2 separate regions of the Mus musculus genome follow, and region 1 is linked to region 2. A link is a contact called in public HiChIP or PLAC-seq data. All regions are on one chromosome and are shown on one strand. The core of a region is the stretch at or near the end of the contact, and the rest is flanking DNA. Distances in the headings are between cores, read along the strand shown. Region 1 overlaps Bbx (bobby sox HMG box containing). Region 2 has its middle 110 kb from the start of Gm31494.

What was found. HiChIP or PLAC-seq counts read pairs in DNA pulled down with a chosen protein or histone mark.
Region 1: a contact with region 2 is called in a BATF HiChIP or PLAC-seq map of CD8 T cells, with 5 read pairs. The contact joins two enhancer-like sites. A contact is called at or near these places in 2 of 15 datasets of contacts at CTCF or cohesin (CD8 T cells and large pre-B cells), 2 of 484 Hi-C or Micro-C datasets (bone marrow-derived macrophages and cumulus cells) and 1 of 115 datasets of contacts at active chromatin or transcription factors (CD8 T cells).

Annotation. Positions count from the first base shown.
Region 1 is chr16:50,203,046-50,210,310 of GRCm38.p6, forward strand. Bbx (bobby sox HMG box containing) reads right to left here. Exons shown (of 17, transcript NM_027444.3): 14 at 6,040-6,099. Among named protein-coding and RNA genes, the nearest start is that of Gm4827, 130 kb to the left of the region's middle. Within about 2 kb of position 2,911, at least 29 of the 459 cell types and tissues checked have an H3K27ac peak or open chromatin away from gene starts, as enhancers often do. A contact at or near this core is called in CD8 T cells, where this site is marked.
Region 2 is chr16:49,530,202-49,537,442 of GRCm38.p6, forward strand. No RefSeq gene overlaps it. Among named protein-coding and RNA genes, the nearest start is that of Gm31494, 110 kb to the right of the region's middle. Within about 2 kb of position 4,685, at least 38 of the 459 cell types and tissues checked have an H3K27ac peak or open chromatin away from gene starts, as enhancers often do. A contact at or near this core is called in CD8 T cells, where this site is marked.

The DNA.
Region 1 (7,265 bases), core at 1,661-4,160, 670 kb after region 2:
CAGTTGGGTAGGATGATAACAGTACTTTCTTGTTTGAAGACATAGAGATTAAATATGTACTTCTTATATTCACATTAACAGCTGGGACATTTACCTTGAAGCACCAGGCTGGACAAAGTAGAAAAACTGTGAGGCTTAAACTTTTCTCATGCATACAGACTTATCAGATAAGGATAAGATAAACATTGGTAGGGTCAGCATGCAAATGGGACTCTGAATTCTTGGACAGAGTGAACACACTTAATGAGATAATTGAATGAAGCACAGTTCATGGAGAGACTGGGTTTTGGCACTGTAATTACAAAACCAATAAATCATTTAATAACACAGGACTGAATTCTCAGTGACTACCATCAAGGGTATGGAAGGTACAGGCCATTAAAAGTCTTCTTCCTTGGTTTTGATTACATGGGAACACTTGTCCCACACACTAACTTCCTTATGTATTCCTCCTTCCACTCCCTTATTTTGAAATTAAAAAAAAAGAAAGAAACATGTAATTACAGTATAGTAATCATTAAAAAAAGTAAATATCCTATGGGACTAGAGAGGCGGCTCAGCACTAAGCCGAGTGGCTGCTCTTCCTGAGGACCTGGGTTTGATTCCCAGCGCCCATGTGGCAAATAATAACCCTCTGGAACTCCAGTCCCAGGGAATTCAATACTGTCCTTGGGCCTCGGAGAACACTAGCACACATGTAATATGCAGACATACTTGAACATAAAATACTTACACAAGGAGGCAAAACATCCATACATCTAAAATAAATAGATTTATAAAAGTAAAAGCAATCAAGTTTCATGATTGGTGCTTTTTTTCTTTTTTCTTTTTTTTTTTATGCCAGTGACTGAGCTAAGGTTTTGGACAGGAAAAACGTTAGTAGTCATTCAATCTCCTAATAGTAGGCACAGAAATCATTTTTGACAAAGAAAAGGGAAGACTAGGTCAGGAAATGACTTGGGAGGCAGAGGCCAAAGGATGTTTAAAGTTGAGGTCAACCTGCTCTACAGAGTGAGTTTTAGAACAACCAGTGAATCTTTGTCTTGAAAAACCAACCAACCAACCAACCAACTAAACAAAAACAAAAATATATGTACAGTATAAAAAAAAAGAGCAAGAGAAAAATCTAGTAAGAACAGCTCTAAGTGTGTGAAACTCACTGCTGGTATAAATACTCCTCTAAGTCTAATTGAAAATTTTAATCTAGCTCTATAGTGATTTTAGATATAGCCTTGACAAAAGAGGACTACAAATTAGAGATTTTTTTTTTTTGCCCTGGAAATCATAGATATCTGAAATGAAGAGGTTGATTCATACTCCAAACACATAGGAAAATTACTACAATTCCACCAAAATAGAGTATGGACTTCTTTTTGGCCGTGTATCAGTATCTCAGTACTGCAACACAAATGGCTGTGTGGGGACAGGCTTAAGGCAGCAATTACTGGTTTCACAGCACTGCCTCAAAACACCCGGTAAGCATGCCTCTAAGCACTATCGAAAGTATGGACTCCACAATCAGAGAAAAGGCCTTCTTATAATTTAGACCTAGTCCCAGGTTCAAGAGCAGAATAGCTTTCATCATAGGTACTCAGGCTTAGACTACTGGTTCTTTGCTTCTTAGCTTAGCATGGGCCAATGGAAATATATATGTAAGCTCTTTAAATATAAAAGCTTTAATAAAAAAATTTGCTACAATTTAGTTAGGAATAATTCAAGTAAGTTTAATGACTAGATAGCCTTAAAACTCAAAGCTTCAGACAAGGTGAAAGAAGCCCAACCTGGATTTGCAATGAACATCAAATAATGTCTGTTGCACTTTCATAAGCCTCAGCTTTGCTTATCCCTCCTGTCACTCTGGAGGGATTTCTGCTCAACTCCCCAGTGCCACTGCTACTTCACAGGTGGGGATCCCCAAAACATACTCATTTCCCTTTGCTAAAAAAAATCTAAAACGTGTGGTAAGAAGTGCAAAGCACAGGGTCCAACGGTGAAAAGAAAATTGTGTTAGGAAAAGAAAAGGCCAAGTGGTTTGTGAAACATCATCTGACTTCCTGAGATAACAAGATTTCAGAGAATCCAGCCACAGACACAAGGACTCATCTCCTCTTGAACTGCAGTTTACTAACTGTGGGACCATGTGTTTCTACATACAGATGTGAACTGGGCTGGGTTAACTCTAAAGAAGACACTCAGACCTAAAAGGGTAGTTTCGCCACATAGCCTACACTAACAGTTTTATAGAAAATAATGGTGTTGAGAAGAAGAAGCATCTTTGTCAGTCCAGGGTCCCAATTAGGAGGGACACTTGTGGATTAGCATTGTTTTAACTTATTGATTTTCACTGGTGAGCCCTGAGGTAACAGCATTCTACTAAGTATTGCTCTTTTGAAAGTCTCTTCAGATGACCCTGATAAAGACACATTAGAGACCAAAGGCATGGCTGCTAAAGGCCAGGTACAGGAGGAGAATTCAGGTCCACATGCAGACAGGAGTAACAGTCAAGTTCTAGATGTCAGCTTATTAGGAGAAAGCAAAGAAGTAACAAGTTACAGACTAGGTGCAAGGCAATGTATAATATAGTCCCATGGGAACTCTGTGTCAGCGCCCCCGAATGAACTTACACAGCTAAATCTATTATTGTTATTATCATTTCACCTAAACCTAGTATCAGATCTAGAAGAAATCATAGACCCTGCAGATTATTCATACCTGACAAAGGTATGGAATAAGAGCTAAGACCGTGTTAGAGAGGTAATGAATGGAGAGCTAAAGGTCTCACTTGCCCCACACTTTGCCTTGATATTAAATCCAGAAAACACAGCTATGCACAGAGGCCTATGTACAGGGTCACCCCCTCAGGGACAATCTACTAAGATGGAAGACCTGAGGACAGTAAGGGTGAGTCAAATACATAGTCCTCTGTGACAAAACAGTACTCAGCCACACCAACCAAAGCAAAGTAAGTGAGAGGCAGGGCATGTGGGGCACAAACTCAAACAGCTCGGGAGGAAATCAAGCCTTTCTTCCCCCACTCAAACAAGCGGATGTGTGAGGAAAGAAAGACTTTGCCATCCAAAGCACATTAGTCACTTCTCTTTAGACTTTTAATTGAACACACAAAATTCCTCAGGCACTGGAACAAGTCCACAGGGCTGGCTTTCACACTCGACAATAACCATAGCACACGTGAAGTGCATCATCTGAGGGTGATAATGCCAGCTTACTCCTGGAGCCACATTAAGACGGTGGCAGAAAGAGACGGCTTTGTTTTCCAAAGTGCTCCCCAAATGTGGAAGAGTATTCTTTGGGAAAACAGCACTGTACTTGGACTGCACCCCACGAGGCTACTAGAATCGGGAATTTACATTCCAACTGGGAAATTCAGTTGCATTGAAATCATTATGGCTGTATTTGAAATCTCATTGCCTTTGGTTGGTCTCCCGTGAACTAAAACAAGTCAGATGCTGAATGAAAAGAGAAAGGAATGAAGGAGCCAGATTTATGATTCTGGGAGACTTTGCTGGAGTTATAGAGCTACAGTTCCAAACATGGGAAACAGATCCAGTTAGGGCTGTATGGATCACATTTAAAGATCTCCCTGTACAAACAGGCTGCCTGCCATTAATTCCTGGAACTATATTACAAATTGCAAAGAAACTACTCTGATGGAGATTTTGAACATATCCCTGGCTAGCTTGGCACTTATTAGATAGACCAGGCTTCCCTAAAGTTCAAGGCAACCCCCTCCCACCTTAGTCTCCAGGATGCTAGGATTACAGCAAACCCAATGAGGGCTAAAAGTTGACAGATCTGCTTGGAAAAATGAAACAGTAATGTCCAAAGTGCTTAAGTAGAAAGAATTCTGTTTTTTTCTGTCTTTATCGTTTAATTGACCTACATTTTTTTTTTAAATCAGGTGTTTGGGGCTAATAACTGTCCTTAATTCAATGGGGTCACAATCAAAATTTTAAAACCTCACAAAAAGAAAAGCCCTCTAAGTGTCATTAAGTACTAACTATCATCATACCACCATTGTGGAGTTAAAAATCTTTAGTCACCACATTCCATGGAAAGACAAACTGACTACGGTAGGTCTTCTCAGTTGACAAGAAAAATCTTGCCGATTCTAGGCGGTGGACACGTTCCCCTTCTTTCTGACACATTCTAAAAGTACCTTGTACTGTGGTTTCATCCTGTCTTTCTATATTTACGCCCCGCAAAGCAAAGTTTCACAAAGTTTAACAGACAGTGATGTGGCCATAGGTATAAGAAAGGATGAGACAGGGCCCGGGTAGTACAGTATTACCACCTGAATAACTGAGTACTGGGAATGGCATCAGAGTCAATAACTAGCGAGTCACTGGAAACGACGAGTGATTTTCTGATGCTCAAATTGAGTTCCATCTTTCTGGCTATGTATGAATTTATGTTCTCTTGTAAGTAAAGGATTCACACTTTTCAGAGCTGGGTCTTCAAAGTTTTGCTCAATATATGTCAACAATATTTAAGTAATTAAGTCTCATCAATAACAACTCCATTTCTACTAACATCTGGGGACTGCATGGCAGATTCAAAACTGGGTGCCTTGCCTACCTCCACCCAAGGCAGAACAGTAAAGCTGCTGGCATGCTGCTTCCAGCATCCCAGACCCCATTAGACACCAGAGAAAAAGCTTCGTGTGTTAGGAGAGACATGGAACTTAAAGTTCATGTATTACCATGTAGGTCATCCCGAAGCTCTGTACATGGATTTTGTACACATATTGAGGAAATTATAGTGAGGTCTAGCTATGTGTCCTACAGTGCTCATTAGTGGCAGGTTTGAGAACACAGATCTCTCGAACTCATGTCAAGTGAGTTTTCCACATCACTCTATACATGCACTCTGCATTTCTGCAGGGTCAAATGTATTTTAAAAAAACATTTCAAGTGGGTGTGTGCGGGGTGGTAGATTCAGTCACCAAGAGAGCACAGTCTAGTATTAAGCATATTGCTGGCTAGCCCAGAAAACACCACAGAGCCGCAGGCCATAGGTTACTTAATTTGTAGTACTCCTACTTCTGCCTTCTGAATGTTTGAATTACAGAGGTGCACTACTACACTTGACCCAATTCATTCATTTGTAGTGGGTGCTTCACTAGGTATAGGTTCCATTTTGTTGATACAAAGAGAATACAACTTGCATACAGAATTATAAGCTGGAATATTTCAAAGGTACCATTGACTTTTCAAATGAATTAACTGTCCCTTCTACAAAGTCTCATGTAGCCCAACTGGGCCTCAAGCTCACTGAACAGTTGAGGGTAGCAGTTAATGGCTTCCTAATGTCCACCTCTCAAGTGCAGAGATTCACAGCCACACCCACATCTCGCGAAGTAACATGCGTAAGCACTAAAGTAGTAAGTCTTTTATAAGATCTATAATAAAAATATTTCGTTTGTCTGTGGGAGAGGGGTTAGAGGAAGAGAAGGCACCTTAACTCCCCAAAATTAACCCCAAGCTAACATTTCAATATATGACAATAATGATAATTATAGTATATATAAGTAGGGTATGGGGAACTTAAAACTGACATCTGTATTAGGACTTATGACTACTTTGGCTATACACATGCCTCGGGTGAATTGTTTCAACATACTTAGAGGTACTGGAAAATGGGTGGACATTACTCAGGTCAAAAATCACTTCTGCTAGCTTGCCATGCCCAGCTGGCCAGGGAGGGCCGGAGGGCCCTTGCTCCTCAGGCCTGACCCCTACGCCCCTGCATCACTGACACCTTGTTAAAAGAACCACGTGTCTAGAGTCAGTGTGATCCCAAGGCTGCAAATCTTTCATCAAACTAAACACTATATGGCACACTGTCTGATGATTAGCAGCAAAGCACAGTTTTGATTTAAAATAAAAAAACAATCTCAGTGTGAACATATATATCTAATATTGGTTGACTCTACGATACATTTTGAATTTATAAAGACTACAAAATTATTCCATTTTTAGCTTAAACCACATATAATTAGATAATATATGTTGCTTTTACCTTCTGTAGGGTGAATGGCATCCAAGAAAAATTGCTTGTGTGACCATTTATCCCCACTTCCTAAAAACAAGGACAGAAAAGGAAAGGACAGTGAAACTGTAATCCCAGCACAGATCACACAGCACCAAACAAAGTGTGTGCAAAATGACTTGAACATCAAACACCACGCACATCAAGCAGAATTCAATTTCAATTATTTTATTCTCAAAACTATTTTCCAGGTAAACAAATCAGACTACTTAAATATGGATAAAAGTAAATGAATTCTGTCCTTTGTGAGATATGTTGGACAATATCTTGACTCTAATCAAGACAATTTGAAGGTTAGTAAAAGGAAATAAAAGCTGACATTTACCTACATTCTCATGTTTACCCCCTAGAGGTGGAAGAAAGCAGTGAAAGCACCGTGTAATGCCCAAAGCTGATGTGGATATGAACCTGAAGTTAAGTACAAGCTGCAGTACAGAACACACAGGGAACACAGACCACACGCAATGTGTGAAAGCCTAGTGTTGAAGCATGACATGCTGCAACCATGGCCATGCAGGAAGCGTGGAAATAAGCCTCAGATGAGCGGGTTTATGGCAGCCGTGACACTGACATGCAGGACACCGAGGAGTTCCAGCCACCAAGGTCACATGGCTGTACTGCGAGGGAAGTGAGGACTTATCCTTCATGTGCAAGAATCAAAGTCTTGAGCTATGAGAAAAGAAATCTTAAGAAGAATCTCAAGGAGGTGCAAGGGTCCATCAAGACCACAATGGCAACGGATGTTCAGAGACGGCTGAGGTGGGAGAGTGCCAAGTTCTTAATGCCCTCTGGAAATAACTGTTCTGTGGCTAAAGGAGATTGAAGAGTCCCACCAACAACAAAGCATAGATGGGGAAGACAGGTTACAATTTAGGAGTAGGAAAAACGGTCTGTGAAATTTCTTAATTAACAAGGTAGAGAAATGGCAAATGGCTGGACTTTCACAAGACTATAAACTCTAGGATTTGGGAAAGTGGCCATTGTATGAAAGGCTGCCAATAGGAGAAAAATAAGAATAGCCAAACAAAATAAATGGATAAGAGGCCTGGAAGACTAAATTATAAATGATACCATATGTGAATGAGAAACAATTTTTGGATTCATATGGAGCTGCGATCAAAGAGGCAAGTAATGGATTTGAGCAGAGATCTAAATAAAGGAGATCTGCGTAGCCACAGAGTGTACAAAGGGATGAC
Region 2 (7,241 bases), core at 3,435-5,934:
ATATTGGCTGGTCCCCTGTGCTAAGGGAGCAGCTTGGCAGAAGGGACAAGGTTGGCGTCATGTCTGCCCATTCTCTGGTTTTGCTCAAAACTGGATTATGGCTAATGATTAAAAGACAGACAGAGATGGGGAGGGAGAAAGAGAGAGAGGGAGAGAAAAAGAGAGAGACAGACAGACAGAGACAAGGACAGGGAGACAGCGACAGAGAGACAGGGGTCAGCTTTCCCCTACAGGAAGTCAGAGCGTTCTCCCTTGACCTTGAAGCTGCAACCAAACATGTCCTCTACAAGACATTAGCTGAGCAAAAGGAAGGTTGGCACATTTTGGATATAATTGTCACACTGGGGCATCCTTGTAATCAAATCTTAAATAAATATACAGTTCACATAGCTTTTTCCAGATTAACTAGAATACCTCTATTGACAAAACTACCAGCACTGAAATATAAATGCTCGTCTTGGGTTGCTAACCCACAGCCTCATAGGTTCATTGACTATCACTAATAGTCACTGTGCACAGGTATATGCGTGTTTATGTCTGATAATATTATCTACTAAGAGGTTTTGAATTGATTAAATAACTTGGGCTAAAACGTCACTGAATCTAATGAATACCTATTGATTCATATCACTTTTTAAGTCCGTGCCCCCTGCCCAGGAGAAGAATGAGACATTGAACTAATGGTGAAGCAAGCAGCGGTGGCTGTCCCACAACATGGCAAACCTGTACACACCGTACTATGACTTACAGTTGGTGGAAACTATCAACCACGTTCTGAGATTCCAGGGATTAACAGCTGTCAAAATGGATCTTGTGTGTCTGTCACAAATGTTGGGAGCATAACCAAACTTGATTTCCCACTCAGTACTCAAAAGTCTTGATTATTCCTTTCATACTTTCAACTAGTTCATGTCAGAGGCAACAACAAAAAAATCTATATAATGATTGTGGGGTTTTTATTTCAGTATTATTTTTGTATTTATAAGACACACAAGTCAATCAATACCTTTACAAGCATTAGGTGCAGTAACATGAGCTGAATGAAGTCAAGGAAAGGGCAGAGATGGCAGAATCTCAAGTCAATAAACCCAAAGCTAAAGCAAAAAAAAAAAAAAAAAAAAAAGGTTAGAAAAATGAGATAGATATTCAGGAGCTCTAACTTTTGAAATGTGTTGGCCTAGGGCTCAAACATCCTATGGACCAATGTAGCAGATTTTTTTCTTCTCTTTCTTTTTAAAAAGAATTACAAGAGATGAATCTAGGTTGTTTAAAAAAATAAAACAAAACAAAAACAACAACAAAAAAACCTTCCCTGTTAGTGATGAAGGGGTAATTTGAGAAGAACGCATTATTTATTTATTTATTTATTTATTTATTTTGTAATTGCTTGATTCAGGGTTAACTAGACCCAAGTTTGGACCCTTATGTGTGTAGATAGACTCCTGTTCACAAATCCATGCAGCAAAGATGATTTGGAAAGCTCAAGTGAATGGGCTGGGAATCCCAAATGAATACTTTCCATGGTACCCTAGAACATAGCGTTGTCCTGTATCTATGTAGACCTACAAGGGAAGATGCTTAACATGGAGGTAATGACACACAGCAAGGAGGACAAGGACTGGGTTATAGGTCTCTTCTTTTTATCCCAAATACTCCCCCAAGCACAGACAATGGATCTTGCTACAGTTCCGTGCTTCATTAACTGGCTGTTCCAATGCAGTAGCAGAAGGGAGTGCCCTCATTTTCTGGTCAAAGTGAAGGAAGGACACAGAACTCTGAACTGAATGTTGGATAGGGGATGAGGCAGGGGGAGTAGGGCCTCAGCTTCTTTACTGAGGTCCTCCCCTGGAGCATCGTTCGTAAATGCGATTGAGCTTTAGGAAAACAAGTTAAAAGAGATTAGCAAAATGAGATATTAGCTACCCTTCATTAAATGGCTGTAAAGCAGCTAGGACAGTCCCCTGGGCAGATGACAGTCTCCTTTCATTTTCAAAGGTTGGTGTGTACCTAGATTGTTTGTTTATGATAAATGAATTACTAATACTCCTACAAGGTACACTGATAGGATTGCCAATCATAAATATCGACCTTTTCGAAGGAGGCTAAAACTTGGCTACGTGGAAGACACTGAGATCTAAGTCTGAGAAGGCTGAGTCATTGGTTGCTCCATAGAGATCCCACTGCTACCTGGACAGCTGTCTCAATCATAAGGCCCAGTTGGAGGGCTCTAGGGGAGTGGCTTGACTGGTGGCTCAGCTGGAGAAGTATCACCCCACTGATTCGGGGTGGACTGTGCAGAGCCTGTCCAGCAAGGCCATAGAAAGGATTTGCTTAGGGAGGGGCAGTACTCCAATGGTCCTCAGCTGTGGGAGGTCACGGGGCCTTCAAACCCCACCCACATTTCACTTTGTCACAGCTGTGTCCAAGAACGAATAAAACAAGTGAGGCAGAAATTGCTTCGGCAAGAGATGAACAGGGATACCTTGCTGGGCAGTGTGATGACTGATTGCCCCCCATTCACAGAAGAAGAGCCTAAAATCCTTCAACTGCCGTAAATACAGGGAACGTTTCCTGAAGGAACTGTGCTTGCGGAATCTCTTCCAATGGTGGAGGGGATGCAGAAATGGAGAGTGACAGAGCATGTCCCTGGGGCAGTCACCAGGGCCTGCTGTCTGCTAGCAGATAATCTCCTCAATTCCCTGCCTCCCCAAGAAGCTCATGGAGATCTTTAAAAACCTCTGGAAAGGGCTCAGACCGGTCTGGGCGAGCTCCTCCGCTCACAGTCACTGGAATGTCAGAGAACGCACTGGCATACACTCTGCTTTCCAGGTTCCAGAAAAAAAAAAAAAAGAGGAGTTCCTTTTTATAAACATTGATCAGAGAAATAAAAGGAGGATGCTGATCTATTAATCAAACTTAAATTGCGTTTGAAAGAGGCACTTGAGAAAGACATGTTTATGTAGTGTAGAAGGCACTTTAAACAAGGTGATTAAAGAAATGTAAAAATTACATGGAATGCCATCCATTGCTTTCAGAGTGGCTGGAGCCTTTTGATCCTCAAATGAAAGAAAACTACATTCTAACATTGAGCACCAAAGACTAAACAGATACAAGAACATCTTGAATGCGGATGCTAAAAGAGTACTTTTTCTTTTAATCCCTGTTGCTTCTTAATATATAAGATTAGTAGAAGATTTCTTTAGGCTAATTGTGTGCCACAGGGCGGAGGGCAGGTTGGCAAGTGGTTATGAAGGTAGCTGACTTTGCTTAACTAGCGCTTTCATTCAATGCTCTATTTTTAGCTCTGGTGGCTAAGCACTGTGATGCAGACCTTGCCCCAGTTAGGCATGTCAAATGTGCAATTAAGACCTTCCTAACTGACGCACATGGAGAGCCTCCTGTGGACTTTTAACTGCTAAGGTAAACAGTTTCACCTAAGACAGTGGCAGGCTACACGGAGGCTTTGTATTGCTACAGTGTAACTAAGCAGGAGAGCTGTCCCAGAATTCCTCCCTGCAGGGTTCTACGTGGGAGCTGGCCACCAGAAAAATTCACAACTGATTAGGCTGGCAAATGTGAAGGAGCAGATGTTCATTTCTTACTCATAAGGTCAGTAAATGGCACTGTGATCCCTCATACAGAATACCCAGGGGCCAAAAACTTGAGCTGGCAAAGATCAGTGACTACTGTCAAGATTGATGGCTTCACCCCAACCTCCCAGTTTCCTTCAGCTATACAGAGTCCCAGACAGGCGAGTCTGCAACTCTAATGCACCCAGTCCAGCAACCACTGTGGAACAGTCCCAGCTTTGCTCTGAAGGTCATTAATAAAAAGACATGGGGTCCGTCTTGCTCTTTATAGACAGCCCTCATTCTCGCCCCATGTCCAGGTTTATTTCCTGGCCATGGCTTAGCTGACCTAGAGCCAACAGAGGCCTGGCACCCACAACTGTGTAAGGCCGAATCTCAACTGCAGATCTGATCTTCTGTCATTCTCAGGGGTTCTGTCTCCATACACAACCCCATTCACTCCGAAGGCTCTGAGATTAATTCAGGGGCTTCGCATTGTCAAAAAACAAAACACCATTCCCTCCTAGAGTCCCGCAGGAGTTCTACTCCTCCTACTTCATTAACTAGACTTTTCCAAGGTCCTGTTGCTGAGCCAGTTTTGAGGTAGCAGAACAATAAGAGCCACAGTTGGCTCAGACAGGTCAAAGCTGAGCCTCTTGAAGGTCAGAGCTACTTCAAGCTCAGGAGACCAAATCAGGGTTTTGAACTATGGGGACAGGGAGTCCAGGAAACCAAAGGCGGGACTTGGAAGCAAGAACTGAAGCAGAGACCACTCAGGAACTCTTGTTGACTGGTTTGCTTCCCTTGGCCCTCAGCTACCATTCTTACAGAGCTCAGGCCCACCTGCCCACCTGCCCACCTGAATAGCAATGCCTAAGGTGGGCTCAACCTCCTAGGAAAATGAACATTTAGAAAAATGTCCCCATGGACATGTCCTCTGGCCAGCCTAACAGAGACAGTCCGTTAACTGAGGACAGGCAAGGTTACCTGTTAAAACAGGTGTGAGCGGCTCTGTCTTCAAGGTGTTCTGAAAGCCGTGGGGACTCCTAAGGGCAGATTCTATTCTAGAAACTAAGCAGATGGGTGCTTTCACTCTGGGTGGGGGAGGCCTCTACCTACTTGGAAGCTGAGGCCCCTATCCATTCTGAGAATGTATCCAGGAAACAGCAGAAGAGGTTACTGTCCTTGACAGGGAGCCATTTGAGTAAAACTGAACTTTCAGTTTTCTTTCCCAGAAGGTGTTTGTCTGTCCTTTATACTACCTTGAAGAAAAGTAGTGGATTAATTTTGCCTCAAGAGTAAATTATCCAGATAGAGCAGACAGGCTTTTTCTTTTTGTTTTTGTTTGTTTGTTTGAGTTGTAGACTCTATAGTCCTATTTATTTATTTATTTTTACAAAAGCCACAAGTAGGTAAGATAGTTGGTGTCTGAATGAGTCGTGCGGTCTCTTAATAATTGGGTTTTTTTGTTGTTGTTGTTGTTTAGGCAATAGAATTTTATGTTCCCCTGAGTCCATCGGGCATTTTCAGTCACCTTATATATTACTGTGCCCATTTTCTCCAATTCCTGTATAAGATGTATTTATTCTTTATTTGGGGATAATTAGCAAAGCCATTTTTGTTGTTTCCTCTGCAGGTTATACAATATAGCTGTTATAGCTTGTAAATCCTAATTACTTGCATATTAGAGAGTAGAGAGAAAAGCTAGCTATCAGTGTTAGAAACAGCCCCTAACATTTAGGTGACGACTCCCACTGCTAGGCCTTGTTCTTAGGGTTTGCACAGTGCAAGGTGAAACTGGCAACAAGAACTTCTTCAGCCTTGGGGCATTTCTAACAGTGTTTTAGTAAGGGATCCTAGCTTATCAAGTAAAGCATTGAGTGGCACCCCGTTAACAATTGTCCTGTGACATCAAAAGTTATCCAAGGCACCTCAATGGTTATTGGCACTGGAGTCCAGCTTTCAGAAGGAAACCTGGGACCACTTCAGACCTTAAATATATCCATCATTGTGTCTGAAGTACTGTCCTCCATGCAGACGGGACAACACCCTCTTTTGCAGAGTAGAGAAAGCCATATTTTCTTAGAAGTCTGTTGAGTGCAGTTTTTTTCCCAGTGTCTTGGTTTCCCACAGCTCTGGCAAGCATTGCCCTTTAGAAACCTCTGCCTGAGATTTCTCTGAAGTAGCAGGTACTTTATTAGCCTGGTACAATATATTATTTCCCATGGTTTAGGCTATCACTCTGGCTTGTTCTTTTGCCTGGGATTACTTCCCTGGGGCATTTTGGACTGTCTCTGTTATGTCTCCACTAGTAAACCTCGGAGTATCTGAGGGGCCACTGTATCCTTTTGCAGCTCCTCCCAACATCTGGGCAGACTGACTCATGAAATGAGTACCCATCAAAAGCCTGACACTTAGAATTTTTAATTAGCATTAATTATCATCAACTTAATCATGTGCATACAGAATCTTTGAGTTATATAATTTTATAAACCTCTTTGTAACTTAACCTTGTGCAATGTGGGTTAGGTTAGGGTTCTGGTTATTTTTGTTTTTCGGTTTTGATTTCTATATCCCTTCTGGAAAAATCTTTTACTTAGGTCAAAACAACTATGTAAAACCCATTCTCATCTGAACTCGTTACCTTTTAACTTTAATGTTCTTTACCAAAAATATACTTTACTTATAACTCTCTACATCATATTTCTTTTTTATTTTAATTTTTTGTTTTTTATTTAATATTTTCTTCATTTACATTTCAAATGCTATCCCAAAAGTCCTCCAGACCCTTCCCTTCCACTCCCCTACCCACCCACTCCCACTTCTTGGCCCTGGCTTTCCCCTGTACTGGGGCATATAAAGTTTGCTAGACCAAGGGTCCTCTCTTCCCAATGATGGCCAATTAGGCCATCTTCTGCTACATATGCAGCTAGAGACATGAGTTCTGGGGGTACTGATTAGTTCATATTGTTGTTCCATCTATAGGGTTTCAGACCCCGTCAGCTCTTGGGCACTTTCTCTAGCTCCTACATTGGGGGCCGTGTGTTCCATCCTATAGATGACTGTGAGCATCTACTTCTGTATTTGCCAAGTACTGGCAAAGCCTCACAGGAGACAGCTATATCAGGGTACTTTCAGCAAAATCTTGCTGGTATATGCAATAGTGTCTGCGTTTGGTGGCTGATTATGGGATGGACCCCCGGGTGGGGCAGTCTCTGGATGGTCCATCCTTTTGTCTTAGCTCTAAACCTAGTCTCTGCAACTCCTTCCATGGGTATTTTGTTCCCTATTTTAGGGAAGAATGAAGTATCCACGAGTTGGTCTTCCTTCTTCTTGATTTTCTTGTGTTTTGGAAGTTGTATCTTGGGTATTCTAGGTTTCTGGGCTAATATCCACTTATCAGTGAGTGCATATCAAGTGACTTCTTTTGTGATTGGGTTACTTCACTCAGGATGATATCCTCCAGATATATCCATTTGCCTAAGAATTTCATAATTTCATTGTTTTTAATAGCTGAGTAGTACTTCATTGTGTAAACGTACCACATTTTCTGTAACCATTCCTCTGTTGAGGGACATCTGGGTTCTTTCCAGCTTTGGGCTATTATAAATAGGGCTGCTATGAACGTAGTGGAGCATTTGTCCTTATTACCAGTTGGAACATCTTCTAGGT